Regions from separate parts of the Zea mays genome. Here regions 2 and 3 are each linked to region 1. The links are chromatin contacts, called in public Hi-C maps. All regions are on one chromosome and are shown on one strand. The core of a region is the stretch at or near the end of the contact, and the rest is flanking DNA. Distances in the headings are between cores, read along the strand shown.

The links. A called contact is a pair of places that touch in the nucleus more often than the background predicts.
Region 2: a Hi-C map of ear shows a contact between it and region 1, with 3 times the contacts expected there. The contact joins the promoter of LOC100280450 here to the promoter of LOC100273446 in region 1. A contact is called at or near these places in 6 of 25 Hi-C or Micro-C datasets (bundle sheath, ear, endosperm and 2 more).
Region 3: a contact with region 1 is called in a Hi-C map of ear, with 2.6 times the contacts expected there. The contact joins the promoter of IVR1 here to the promoter of LOC100273446 in region 1. A contact is called at or near these places in 8 of 25 Hi-C or Micro-C datasets (bundle sheath, ear, endosperm and 2 more).

Annotation. Positions count from the first base shown.
Region 1 is chr2:24,147,840-24,152,635 of Zm-B73-REFERENCE-NAM-5.0, reverse strand. LOC100273446 reads right to left here and starts at 1,864. Exons shown (of 4, transcript NM_001147883.1): 1 at 1,505-1,864; 2 at 226-444; 3 at 1-40. The coding sequence starts at 385.
Region 2 is chr2:24,392,727-24,397,522 of Zm-B73-REFERENCE-NAM-5.0, reverse strand. It overlaps LOC100280450 (peroxisomal biogenesis factor 11 family protein), which reads left to right and starts at 2,023. Exons shown (of 1, transcript NM_001153370.1): 1 at 2,023-2,983. The coding sequence starts at 2,163. The coding sequence ends at 2,846. LOC103648480 (probable LRR receptor-like serine/threonine-protein kinase At1g63430) reads left to right here. Exons shown (of 13, transcript XM_020548223.3): 10 at 1-36; 11 at 113-270; 12 at 376-582; 13 at 687-1,109. The coding sequence ends at 935. It overlaps LOC100280605 (pepsin A), which reads right to left. Exons shown (of 1, transcript NM_001153523.2): 1 at 4,456-4,796. The coding sequence ends at 4,678.
Region 3 is chr2:24,294,658-24,299,453 of Zm-B73-REFERENCE-NAM-5.0, reverse strand. IVR1 (Beta-fructofuranosidase 1) reads left to right here and starts at 2,300. Exons shown (of 5, transcript NM_001176120.1): 1 at 2,300-3,107; 2 at 4,541-4,702; 3 at 4,783-4,796. The coding sequence starts at 2,346. It overlaps LOC109944488 (a long non-coding RNA gene), which reads right to left and starts at 652. Exons shown (of 2, transcript XR_002267525.2): 1 at 526-652; 2 at 1-459.

The DNA of each region.
Region 1 (4,796 bases), core at 615-3,114:
TACCACTCGTTCTGCTCTTCGCTTCCAATCCTGCACTTTTCTGTTTCGTCACCATGCATATGTAGAAGTGAGTTAGCGGCTTATAACCGTTGAGCTTCATGCATAATGACTCCACAAGAAGCTTGTTGTTCCACACATGCTTTGAGGTGTACATATCTCAGCTAAGTACAGTTTTATGTCTCATCATGCAAGCTCGGAGTACAAATCGAGTTTAGGTTGATGTACCTTGCAGATCCCAAGGCTCAATCTTGTACAAATCCACATCTTTTATCACATCCAAATCTATCTTCTTCAGTGCTACCTTTTTCCTAAGGTAGTAGTCAACGAGTTCCTCATCGGTAGGGTGGAAACGAAAGCCGGGAGGAACATGTGTGAAAGCGTCCATCTTCTTCTTCTTCCGAGCCAAGTTATTATGCGCAGCTGGTAGACGTCAAGCAAACCTCACTGCACCATGGTTAACAATAAAGCTATCATTTAGCCATAACTTCTGTTGTCAGCTAGTCTTCTGGTGTGTGGGCCTATCTAATTTGTACTAGCAAAATGAATGATAATAATGTATGGCCCGGGCCGTCCTGTTCAAGAATATGTAACGAAAGTTTTTTTCTAATTAGAAAACTTGACCCTTAGTTTCTATAGTGATAAAAGCACTTGTGGTTTTGAATGAGACCCCACCAAAATCTTACAGCTTTAGCTATTAATGGAGTTTTGAAAATATTTTGGTCCATTCAACACAATATATCTAATTAAGGCCATGTTTGGTTTGAGTGGGATTGTGAGGAACGAGGGGGAATTAAATTCATTTCTATTCAAAACTGAATAAGGAGGAATCTAATTTCTCTTAGTCTACCCCTAATCTAACCGAACAAGCCGCGTAATATCTCTCCTTTGTTGACCACAAAAGATATGGAAACTAAAACTCTATTTTAGTTTTCGTATTTGACAATTTAGAAACTAAAATGAAATAAAATGTAAGGAATAAAAATTAGTCCATAGCTAGAAACCAAACACCCACTTAGTTTTGGCCCTGCTGACAGTAGCATATATCATATGATCACCCGGACGAAAACCCAGTATATGCGTTGCTTTGTCTATTTCTTTTGTGTCAATGAAGCTAGATTTCATACCCCCGTGGCGAGACCTTTACGTTGAATTGGCTAAATCAACGTTCAAAGATGACAGCGTGGTAAAGAGAGAAGACTTTGGAGTACGTAGTTCACTGTCTCGGAAACATTTTGCAACTATATCCTGAGGCGGAAGCATCAGTAAAGCTCATGACCATATTAATGCATGCATGCATATTTGCTTTCCTCTAAACAAGAAGCCGTAGAAAATAATTAAGACTGTGAATCCCGACGACAACAGCTTGCCTTAGATTTTCTCAAGGTTTGAAAACACTGTCGAATTAGCATGTCCTTCGCACATCCCGACTGTGGAGCATGCAGTACTGCCGTAGCTGGACTATCGAAACCTACGTGCAGACGTAACAAGATGGATAGCAGATTACCTGAGCTGGCCTGGTGCGGTCGTGCTCGTGCCAAAGCTAGCTGCGCCGGCGGCTTCACACACTCCTTTTAGCACGCCGACTGCAAGGTACTGGAGCACCGGCCGAAACGCTTCGCGCCGCACCACCACCCTTTCCTCGCCGGCCGGCCGGCCCGCTTCGCGCGAATGGATCGAAAATTAAACAACTGTACACGCGCGCAGACCATGCATCATCGATCAGCCCAGCCGCCGCAGTTCAGCAAATGGGCGAGCGAGAGTGCATGGGAGCTAGAGCTCAGGGCGGGGGGAAATGCATGGAGGGGCTACCTTGATGTGTGCTGGCGGGATCGGAAGCTCCCTCGCTGTCGTCAGCTAGCCGGATCGATACACGGAGGAGAAGAGGCGGGATCGATAAGGGGCGCGCGCAGCGTGGTGTATATATGGCGGTGGGCGGTGGTGGGTGGCGCCGGAAAGCGCGGATGGATTGCGGGCCAAGGCTGGGTGCAATCCAGGCGCAACGCGGGCGGGGACAGCGACGCGGAGATCTCCCTCCCCGATCTCTCGCTCGCTCTCCCTCCCTCACCCCCTCCGCGTTTTTCTATTGGCCTTCTTCGCCGTAACCGCCACCTCGCCTCACCTCACCCGCCGACGACAGCGACCGGCATCGATCGGTCTGTGCCGGCCGGCCTCTCAGCGATCCCGGTCCTCCAAGCCAAAACGTGCGAGAGGTTTTCACTCCAGTGCGCCAAGCGAGGGGCTGCCTTCCGGACATATGCATGCGAGAAAAGAGATGGTGGGCGGTGCCAGCCAGACGCGAGGCGAGCGACAAAAGGCCGGAACCGGAACCGGCCGGATATGCAACTTGCTCTGCGCCACCACCTTTCTTCTTCTGAAACTCACAGAGGCGGCCGGGCAGGCAGGGAGAGATGGGGGAGGAGGAAGGCGGAGTGCAACTGCAAGTCTGCAACACGTACGATGTGGTAAAAGGTGCTGCCGCTGCTACTCCTTTCACATTGCCGGTGATGTGCAATTGTCTTGTTTTCACATTCGATAATCCAGATCGAGAGACTTAGAACCCGTTTGGTTACTTTAGTCGAGTGACTAAAGTTTAGTTAGAAGACTAAAGTTTAGTCATATGCTGTTTGGTTTTAGGGACTAAAACTTTTCAAAACACATTAAATGAATCGTAAAAAGACTAAAATATCCCTTATCATTCTCCCTTAATTAGTGCAACTGAAATAAATGAGGGGCAAAAAGTGGAATTTATATGATTTAGTCTCTTTTAGTCACCCCTTGAGGGACTAGAGAATAAAACAGTTTAGTCCCTATTTTAGTCCCACCGTTTGGCAATGTAGTGACTAAATGAGATTAAAATAGAGGGACTAATCTTTATTAGTCCCTCAAACAAAACGGGCCCTTAGACCCCATTTGGTTAGAGGGGCTAATCTTTAGTCTCTGGTTTTAGTCTCGTTTAGTCTCTATTTTGCCAAACGGATGGACTAAAGTAATGACTAATTGGTTTTACTCTCTAGTCCCTCATATGGGTGCTAAAAGGGATTAAAGGCCAACATTTACTCCAATTGCCCTTGCCTTGACGTGAAACAAGAAAATGTGTATTTTAGTATTTATGCGTTGTATTTAATGTATTTAAAATCTATTTAGTCCCTACAACCAAACAGTGTAGGGACTAAAGTTTAGTCTCTGGACTAAATTTTAGTCCTAAGACTACTGTAACCAAACGGGGCTTTAACTGAAACGTGCATGAATCATCGATCGGTGCGTGTGGCCCTAGAAGCCAAGTTATTATGGCTATCAACGGCTGGCGATCGATGGGATGCGGGCTCTCATCATTGTGACCTAATCGATCGGTGAATCGATTGCAACCACGCCACCATGCACTATGTCTAATGAACCAGACGTTTCACAGGTGATGTTGCATGGCATGCATGTCCATCGGCCACAGTTCGCTTTGTTTGTTAGTGACCGTGGCCCAAGGCTATCGATTTGTGCAATTATATATACGTGGAGAATGCATGATATCTTTGATATATATACGCACTCTAATAGATAGACAAATATATGCATGCACATGGTTTCTGTGTGAATAATTCTTCGTCATAGGTCAATCTCTTGGTGACTGTTAACGCGCTGCACCTGTCCATGGTTGGTCGTGTCGTCTGCTAGAGCTAGCTGTCAGTAAGTAACCAACAACAGCAACTCATCCAGCTCTCTGTCTGGTTCTCCCTGATGGTCGTCGCTCTCAGGTCGGCTGGGCCCGTACGTCTCTAGCTCGACCGACCCAAGTATATTTCGGATGGCGACCTTCCTCCAAATGGAAACCTACAGGGAAACGCCTCGGACACTAGTAGTGCTCGATCGTATCCTTCCCTGAAAAAGAGGCCCAAAGGGATCGCTTATTAAGCCTTTCAAGATACGTCACGTTTGAACAGGACCAGCTAGCACAGGGCTGCCTAGCTAGCTAGCTAGCTATATATGTGTGTCATTAGTAGTAGCTGGTCAATTAATTTTTACTATCCTTGGCTCCTGGCAAAAGCGCTTAGAGCCAGCAACCAGCAACGGATCGGAGGTTGATGCTGGGCGTTGTGCGCCCAGCATCTTCACTGCAGCCAAAGTTTTACCATCTGACGACATGACGTAGCCATGCAACTGTTTATATTGTCACACACACGCATCATGGACTAGATTAATATAACAATTGTACTGTGTGCATCAGTAGTAGTATTATAGATAGGTTCCGAAATAAGACAATTTGTTATATACTATAGATAGATCAGATGGACAGTATATACAGAGAGTGCGTGCTAACTGCTAAACCTGATTAAAGATATAAGTAGTTCCAGAGATGAGGCAAGACGAACTGGATAGGGCTGGCCGTGTGGGGCAGCCGGCCGGCGTGCTGCGGAGTTGCGGGCGGTCCGGCGTGGGCTCGACCTGATCATTACGCAGCCCTACTTTACATCTCGACCTCATTTGCTCTGTTATTAAATTAAATTTGGACCGGCCGGCTGATCTAGATTCGATCGTACGGCCAAAACTAATATTCCCTTCATACCAAAATATATATAATTCGTTTTAGACTAAATATACATTCATTAATTAATCTACAAATGTAGTTTGTGTGTATGGTTCATTACCATTAATTCGAATGTAGTCGGAAAAAAAGACTAACAAATTAAATATATTTTTGGGACGGAGTGAGTATAAGTTTTGAGCTAGAAGCTTAATGCTGTTAGAGACACCAGATCTGCATCAGATGGATTACAAAAACTGTAGCAAGGCAATATGCGAGCATC
Region 2 (4,796 bases), core at 774-3,273, 240 kb before region 1:
ACCCACCAAATGGGACACTCTACGAGCATCTGCACGGTAAGCCAACAAGCTCTTGCCTTGCTCCATGCCTCCATGGATGGTGGCATGAACACGGTGCGTTGTCTGTTTGCAGATGGAGATGGGTGGCAGCTATCTTGGCCTAGACGGATGAAATTAGCACTCGCCATCTCGAGGGCTCTCAGATACTTGCACACTGAGCTGCAACCTCCGTTTGCAGTTGCTGCACTGACGTCTAGTTCAGTCTACCTAACTGAAGACTTCTCCCCAAAGGTCTGAGTTACCTGCTGCTGGTAGCATAGCATCCTGATTCCTGAGCATGAGGTCCTAGTCTTAGTTCAGTTCAGATAACAACTGCAACTGATTGCGGTTTTGCAGATAATCGATTTCGAGAGGTGGAGATATCTTGCGACCAAACCAGGATTTGGCTCACTAAATGGCGGGTCAGTCAACAGCGTTACAGATTCTCGGCATAAGCGCTTCATGGACGTCCAGGCCAACACTTACGCGTTTGGCGTGATCCTGCTGGAGCTGGTCAGTGGCAGAGCCTCGGTTTCCAAAGATACAGGAGGCTTGGTGGATTGGGTAATGACTCTTCTTGACTCGAGCGGCCAAGCCTGCTCATGCTACACTGCCTGAGGCTATCTGCATGTGTTATCACTGACAAATACCGGGCGCGTTGCACGCAGGCAAGAAAGCACCTGGAGCATCCCGAGGAGTTCGGCAAGCTGGTGGACCCGAGGCTGCAGAGCGTGAACCAGGAGAGCCTGGGCATCGTCTGCAACGTGGTGAACCTGTGCATCGACCTGGAGCCGTCGCGGCGGCCCTCCATGAGCATGATCGCGGCCATCCTGGAGGAAGGCATCGAAGCGTCGGCGGCCACCTTGCTCAGGAATTCGTCTCTGGCCTGGGCCGAAGCCGAGCTGGCCATCTCCTAGAACCTAGATACCCTCTTTGCATGTTTTGCTGCACTTGCTAGACTGTATGTTTGGACAGTGACGATGGTTTAACCCGTTGTTACTCCGTTTGGCATTGTTATTTCTCTCCCTTTTTTGGAGAGAGAAATGGCTCACAGATCTGAATTCAAAATGACTCAAGTTTTGATTTCATCAGCGCGAGGAGATGCATTTTTATCTTTTCAAATAGAGGGAGCATTTTCTTTTTTTAGGTACAGAAAATCAGAGGGAGGGGGCTAGACAAAAGACTGCTACAATAGATCGATGACACAGAGTATAATACAATCATAATATAGAGAGGTTCGAATTGGGTAGTAGCCTATGTTGTTCTTTGTATGGTAGATGTTTAGATGCAAACATGGACAAAACTTACATATGTGGAGGCGCAGGAGAGCATGCTTCTGTCTCCAACTTAGCCGAGCTCTTTGGCCCATGTTCTCCAGTGAAGCACGATTCGTCATCGTCGATCTTTCCTTCTCTCACGGCGGCCTGCACGACTGTCGACTCCTTAGTGTGTCAGGACACTAGAGCAAACATCGTAGTCTTCTTTGGCGAGATGCCCAAAAGGAGATCTGGCGTTGTACTGGTCATCGCGGGTCATCTCCAGATAATCTTGTCTTTAGCCTCCTGTTATGACTGGACACAATATGTACGCGGATCAGAAAAAAAAGGACAAATTCTTCAATTTGGCGTTGTAGTGATATTCCTTCTCAGGGTCTTAATTCAGGTGGCGCTTGTGTGCGACGACCCTCAAGAGAACAATACTTTGGACCTGAAAAGGCAGATCCCAATTTCCTACAGATTCTGGAATCTGGCTGGCGGCTGCTACCATAGCAGGTCCTTAGTCCTTTTGTTCCATCTTGCCCTGTTTTTTTCCCTCTCCAGCCACAACTGCCGGCGAAATGGCACAGGCACCATTTGCTCGCAACAAAGCCACAGGCACCAATCAAGAAAGCGGACAAAGATGAGAGGGGAGCTATCCTGTCCCCGCTCCTCATCTCCTCAATCCTCTCGCCGCCAGAAAGTAACACTTCTGCACTCTAGAGCAGAGGAGAAACGCATCCTGGCCAAGTACGCCTCTATCCGAAGCCAAACCACACGCACACGCCGCGCCAGCCTCACGCTCTCACCCATGTTTTGTGCGCGCACGCGTCCTGCTTCTTCTCGCCAACGACAAGCCGCACGCAGCGTCTCGCCAGCTAGCTGATCATGAGCAACGGCGACACGCTCGACAAGCTGGTGGTGTTCCTGGCGAAGCGCGACGGCATCGACAAGCTGGTCAAGACGTTCCAGTACGTGTCCAAGCTGGCGCACTGGGGCGCCGAGTCTTCGCTCCCGGAGCTCGCGCAGCGCGCCAAGAGCTGGGAGACGGCGTCCGGGCTGAGCCGCAAGGCGTTCCGGTCGGGCCGCTTCCTGGCCGGGTTCAACGCGCTGCGCCGCGGCCCGGTCCCGGTCCCGGGGGAGCTCGGCGCGCTGGCCGTGCTGGCCAACGCCGGCGAGATGGTCTACTTCTTCTTCGACCACTTCACGTGGCTGTCCCGCGCGGGCGTGCTCGAGCCCTGGCTGGCGCGCCGGGCCAGCTTCGTGTCGGCCTTCGGCGAGGCCGTCGGCTACGTGTTTTTCATCGCCATGGACTTCATCATGATCAGGCGGGGCCTGCGGCAGGAGAGGGAGCTGCTGAGGGAAGGCGCCAAGGACGCCGCGGAGAAGGAGGTGCGGAGGATCCGGGTGGACAGGGTGATGCGGCTCATGGCGACGGCGGCCAACGCCGCCGACCTGATCATCGCCGTCGCGGAAACCGATCCCAACCCGTTCTGCAACCACGCCGTCACGCTGGGGATTAGCGGCCTCGTGTCAGCGTGGGCTGGCTGGTACAGAAACTGGCCCTCGTGAACTGGGCCGCTTCGGCCTACATGTGCATATTTTTCATTCACTTATTTAACTGCGGCTGCGATGCATGATGATATTGCCAGATTTGAACCTTTTCTATCTCCAGCAATAACCTTTAAGGCCTAATTTGAAAACTTAAATCATCTTTGAGATTTGAGGAGTAAGAGTGTATTTGTTTCCCTTCTAGATTATATAAGTTAGATTATGGTGAAAGAATATAAAAGTAAAATATCACATTGTGCCACAAAATAAGCTGAAATAAGCTAGTACTGGGTAACTTATTTGTAATCTCAATTTCACCATAATCCAAATTATATAATTTAGAGGGAAACAAATAAGGCCTAAATCAGTATATAAGGGTTTTATGGAGTGTTTGGTTTACTAAGTACTAACATCACCGTGGAAAATGTCAAATTTACATCTTAATCATGTTTCATATAGACTCTGTATTTAGTTATTTTTATTTCTAACTCATATCAAAATTGATTTGCTGTATTTTTCTCAGTTTATTGCTCTGAATTTACTACTTACAAGGTCCAATGTTGGAATTGTCTACCGCTTCTCTCCCATCATTATTGTGGTGTTTTTACTTTTTGATTAGGGCGATCGCGTAATATATAGTACATTGGATTTATATGGCTTCCTATTTTGATAAGGGGGTGTTTGGTTCCACCAACTGATATTCCAATATTTGGTATAACACAAGCTAAACTTTAGTCAGAAAACTAAACGCATAGGTCAGTCATGCTTGCCAAATTGCTCCACGAGCCCTCTTGCATTCTTTACCTGCGGACTGGCATTGCAAGTTGCTATGGCATCGTACTCGCTCGTATTTAGCTGCACAAGTGGGCCGCAGCCCTGCACCAGCACAAACGAAGCAGATGAGGAGAGCCTTTGAGCATGAGCTAAAGTCATAAAGCTGACCCGGGGTCCATACACCAATCATTACTTCATTAGGCTAACCACAATCACTCAATCACAGCCAACGAATCCACGAATTACCAGTCATTAGGCTCGGACAGCTGGCTCCAACGTTTCTGAGGCTGAGTTCACAGTTCATCCTTTCTATCTTCCAGTGACCTCAGTCTGACTCTGACGAACGTGGACCACGCAAATTCTGCAGCACATTGAACCTCGTCCTGCCTTTCCAGCGGGAGACAAAGGCCGCCAGCTCATGTTCAGCTCACCACTCCACACGTGCGAAGCCACACCGGTTGTCCGTACGCGCATCCATCATCCATTCATTTTTTTTTTATCATTGGTTTTGCAGCCTTGCTCGCCTGCAAAAACTGCCTGCTACTGTACTCGTCGTGCTATTTTTTTTATCCAAAAGAAACCTATGGCTCCAGCTTCAGAAAATCCACTTGCTTTCCTGTGCAGGTGCAGCAGCAATCGACAAGGTGGTGTTTTTTTTAAGACCTGCATCAAGGCTCGAATGCGATTGCTCTCCGGCGTTGGACGGGCAGATCTCGGAATTCGGAAACGGACCTGCAACAGCATCAGCACGACAATGATTCACCAACAAGTGTGCCAAAGCTTCGCGTCTGTTTACTGCTGTCTCCCTGTTGCTAGCAACCCGTGGAGTCCTTTTCGATCTTGGCAAGAACGCAGGTTCCCATAGCGCTTGACAGACAAATTGAGACAGAAGAAGATACAAAAACTACAAAAAAAAAAAAGCGAGATGTATCACTAAACATACAACTACGTGGCACTGAACAACACACGGGTGGCAGTGGCTCTGTACAAGACTACAAGTACAAGCAGGACATGCAAAGCTACGTCTAGCTAGCGGTCTAGGTAATGCATGATACAGGTGGAGAGGAGAGTGGAAGCATCACCGGCGAGACAGCGAGTCCCACAGGTCCGTGCAGCGGCGGCGGGCGAACCCGACGCGGCCGGCGTCGACGTCGTACACCACCTCGAAACCCTGCTGCTGAAAGTTGCCCAGCGTGC
Region 3 (4,796 bases), core at 1,051-3,550, 150 kb before region 1:
CTTGATACTTCTATTCTTGGGTACTCAATGTCATTAGCACCTGCTCGTACAATTCGGGTTCTAAATCTAGCCTATCAGGTAGAATGCCTAGAGCCTCTAATCTAGACTTGTTCATGTGCGGAGCTTGTATCGACTGCCTCCATTGTTTTTCATCACCTCAATCATGCATGCTTGAAGTGTCAAGAATACTCTTCTTAGATTACTTGGGTTGTATTCTTCGTACTCTTTCTCGACGTTAACTATCCCATATGCGCTGCACTGTCCTGATACTCACATTATGGGCAACAGAAACTAACTGGGTACAGTTCTTGAATAATTTTCCATTGTGGCTTCTTTCTAGCAGTGAACTGTATATTGCATCCCGTTGTTGCTTCGTGGTATTCTTCGCCTGGTATCCCCAATGCTCATTGAGTTCAAATGGATGGAGTACCTCATTTAGATCAGGTAAAACTTCGTTATCTGCATTTGTTGTTGAAACAAAAATATCAATATAACAACAAGTAGAGAAGCAACTGATTGACTTACCTATTGGGAAGCTGTTCAGGTCAATAGCTGACGCCAAAGATGTGTTTGCTGCGGATTCATCTTGTACATCTCCAGGGAAGCTATTCAGATCGGAATTCATGGTGGTGTATTTGAAGGTGTTGTGCTTGTGACTGTGTAACTGGGTGGGTTGTATTTATAGAGCTGTAAATCTAAAAAAGAAGCGCCAGAGATTTGTATTGCCTCCAAAAATTTGTGCTGCCGCCTGTTGTTTCTGAAATTTTTATGAAAAAAGCTCCCGCCAATGTGTTGTTTTGTGGTGAAAAAATGGTGGGAAGAAAGTGACGCCGAAATAAAGCACCGTGGAGGGCTGGAGGCTGTGAACCGTTTCGTGTACTCAGCAGTAATTGCAGTTAATACGTCACGCTAGATCACAGGGGTACATGCGTCTATTCTCTTTGCTGGTATTATGTCTGAGAAAAGCTAAAACGCCAGTTAAACTTGGACGGAGGGAGTATGAATTAGGGCGTGATCTTGGTGACTCGGTCTCCTATCCACTTGGACCCAACAACACAAAACCCGGTGTTCCGAAGCAAAAGGGTCCGTGCTTTCCTCGCCCGATTCGTCCGGTAGCCGCACTTGGCTTCCAAACAATAGCCGAAAGCTTGAAAGATCGTTGCCAGATTGCATCTGTCCTTCCTTCCAAATAAGGCTGCCTGGCTATAAATACTGCTCGCTTGGCGCCTGCTGCGCTGCTCCAACGTTCACCTCTCTCTCTCTCGTTCATCCTTGGCGCATGCCTCCCGTATGAACACGCCCATGCCAGCCACAGCATAAGGCGGCTGCTGTGCCACCGATCGTGCATGCCTCGATCTCGTCTACCATTACTCGAACCCTAGATAGCGAGAAAGCCTGGTGTTTCTGGAGGAGGCAGCCATGATCCCTGCCGTTGCTGATCCGACGACGCTGGACGGCGGGGGCGCGCGCAGGCCGTTGCTCCCGGAGACGGACCCTCGGGGGCGGGCTGCCGCCGGCGCCGGGCAGAAGCGGCCGCCGGCGACGCCGACCGTTCTCCCCGCCGTCGTCTCCGCCGTGCTCCTGCTCGTCGTCGTGGCGGTCACAGTCCTCGCGTCGCAGCACGTCGACGGGCAGGGTGGGGGCGTTCCCGCGGGCGAAGATGCCGTCGTCGTCGAGGTGGCCGCCTCCCGTGGCGTGGCTGAGGGCGTGTCGGAGAAGTCAACGGCCCAGCTCCTCGGCGCCGGCGCGCTCCAGGACTTCTCCTGGACCAACGCGATGCTGGCGTGGCAGCGCACGGCGTTCCACTTCCAGCCCCCCAAGAACTGGATGAACGGTTAGTTGGACCCGTCGCCATCGGTGACGACGCGCGGATCGTTTTTTTTTTCTTTTTTTCCTCTCGTTCTGGCTCTAACTTGGTTCCGCGTTTCTGTCACGGACGCCTCGTGCACATGGCGATACCCGATCCGCCGGCCGCGTATATCTATCTTCCTCGACCGGCTTCTCTAGATCCGAACGGTAAGTTGTTGGCTCCGATCCGATCGATCACATGTGAGCTCGGCATGCTGCTTTTCTGCGTGCATGCGGCTCCTAGCATTCCACGTCCACGGGTCAATGCACGACATAATCGTATCGGTTCGGTACATATATATTGTCCAATCAGCTAGCTTTCGCGTATTGATGTCGTGACATTTTTTTTTTTTGCATTGCACGCAGGTCCGCTGTATCACAAGGGCTGGTACCACCTCTTCTACCAGTGGAACCCGGACTCCGCGGTATGGGGCAACATCACCTGGGGCCACGCCGTCTCGCGCGACCTCCTCCACTGGCTGCACCTACCGCTGGCCATGGTGCCCGATCACCCGTACGACGCCAACGGCGTCTGGTCCGGGTCGGCGACGCGCCTGCCCGACGGCCGGATCGTCATGCTCTACACGGGCTCCACGGCGGAGTCGTCGGCGCAGGTGCAGAACCTCGCGGAGCCGGCCGACGCGTCCGACCCGCTGCTGCGGGAGTGGGTCAAGTCGGACGCCAACCCGGTGCTGGTGCCGCCGCCGGGCATCGGGCCGACGGACTTCCGCGACCCGACGACGGCGTGGCGGACGCCCGGCAACGACACGCCGGCGTGGCGGGTCGCCATCGGGTCCAAGGACCGGGACCACGCGGGCTTGGCGCTGGTGTACCGGACGGAGGACTTCGTGCGGTACGACCCGGCGCCGGCGCTGATGCACGCCGTGCCGGGCACGGGCATGTGGGAGTGCGTGGACTTCTACCCGGTGGCCGCGGGATCAGGCGCCGCGGCGGACAGCGGGGACGGGCTGGAGACGTCCGCGGCGCCGGGGCCCGGGGTGAAGCACGTGCTCAAGGCCAGCCTCGACGACGACAAGCACGACTACTACGCGATCGGCACCTACGACCCGGCGACGGACACCTGGACCCCCGACAGCGCGGAGGACGACGTCGGCATCGGCCTCCGGTACGACTACGGAAAGTACTACGCGTCCAAGACCTTCTACGACCCCGTCCTTCGCCGGCGGGTGCTCTGGGGGTGGGTCGGCGAGACCGACAGCGAGCGCGCGGACATCCTCAAGGGCTGGGCATCCGTGCAGGTACGTTTCAGGTTGAGGCTAGCATGTTTTGAATCTTGCTGGCATCGAATCATTAATTAATGGCCAGATATAATAACTTGATAATCTGGTGGGTTGGTTTTGTGTGGTGGGCGATGCATGGTGTCACACGTTCGGTAATAATGTAGCTAAGCTGGTTAAGGATGGGCAATGGGGTTGCGTATAAACGACAGTTCTGCTACCATTACTTCTGACAACCGATTGAAGGAGACAACGGTAGGGGTAGCCGGTAGGGTTCGTCGACTTGCCCTTTTTTTCCCCTTTGTTTTGTTTTGGATTGTCCAACAAAGGGAAATTAGGATCATCCAACAAACATGGAAGTAATCCCATAAAACATTTCTCAAGGAACCATCTAGACGAGCGTGGCATGATCCATGCATGCATAAACACTAGATAGGTCTCTGCAGCTGTGATGTTCCTTTACATATACATCCCTGTACACGTCCCTGAAAATTGTTCAAGCACAGAGGCCCCGATCCTCACACCTGTACACGTCCCTGTACGCGCCGTCGTGGTCTCCCGTGATCCTGCCCCGTCCCCTCCACGCGGCCACGCCTGCTGCAGCGCTCTGTACAAGCGTGCACCACGTGAGAATTTCCGTCTACTCGAGCCTAGTAGACGGGAAAACGAGAGGAAGCGCACGGTCCAAGCACAACACTTTGCGCGGGGCCGTGACTTGTCTCCGGTTGGCTGAGGGCGCGCGACAGAGATGTATGGCGCCGCGGCGTGTCTTGTGTCTTGTCTTGTCTATACAGCGTAGTCAGAGACTGTATCAAAGCCGTCCAACGACAATGAGCTAGGAAACGAACGGGTTGGAGAGCTGGGTTCTTGCCTTGCCTCCTGTGATGTCTTTGCCTTGCATAGGGGGCGCAGTATGTAGCTTTGCGTTTTACTTCACGCCAAAGGATACTGCTGATTGTGAATTATTATTATTATATATATATCGAATATCGATTTCGTCGCTCTCGTGGGGTTTTATTTTTCAGACTCAAACTTTTCAAAAGGCCTGTGTTTTAGTTCTTTTCTTCCAATTGAGTAGGCAAGGCGTGTGAGTGTGACCAAAGCATGCATGGATATCGTGGTAGAGCTGTCGTTACCAGCGCGATGCTCGTATATGTTTGCAGTATTTTCAAGGAACAATTGGATCTATACCATTAAAAGATCCAAACTTTAGATATATACCATGGACCCCACATGTCATTGACTCATGTGGACCCACATGTAAGTGAGATAGTAATGGTATGGATCCAAAATGGTGATCTTTTAATGGTATGGATCCAAATTTCCCTATTTTCAAATGAATGTCTCAGCTAGCGTACAGTTGGCCAAGTCGACGTGGAGGGCGCACAACAGACCTCTGACATTATTCACTTATTTATTTATTTATTTTGACCATGCGTGCCGTGCACGTGCAGTCAATCCCCAGGACGGTCCTCCTGGACACGAAGACGGGCAGCAACCTGCTCCAGTGGCCGGTGGTGGAGGTGGAGAACCTCCGGATGAGCGGCAAGAGCTTCGACGGCGTCGCGCTGGACCGCGGATCCGTCGTGCCCCTCGACGTCGGCAAGGCGACGCAGGTGACGCCGCACGCAGCCTGCTGCAGCGAACGAACCCTGGACTTAGTTAATTCTCTGGCTGATCGACCGTGTGCGTGCAGTTGGACATCGAGGC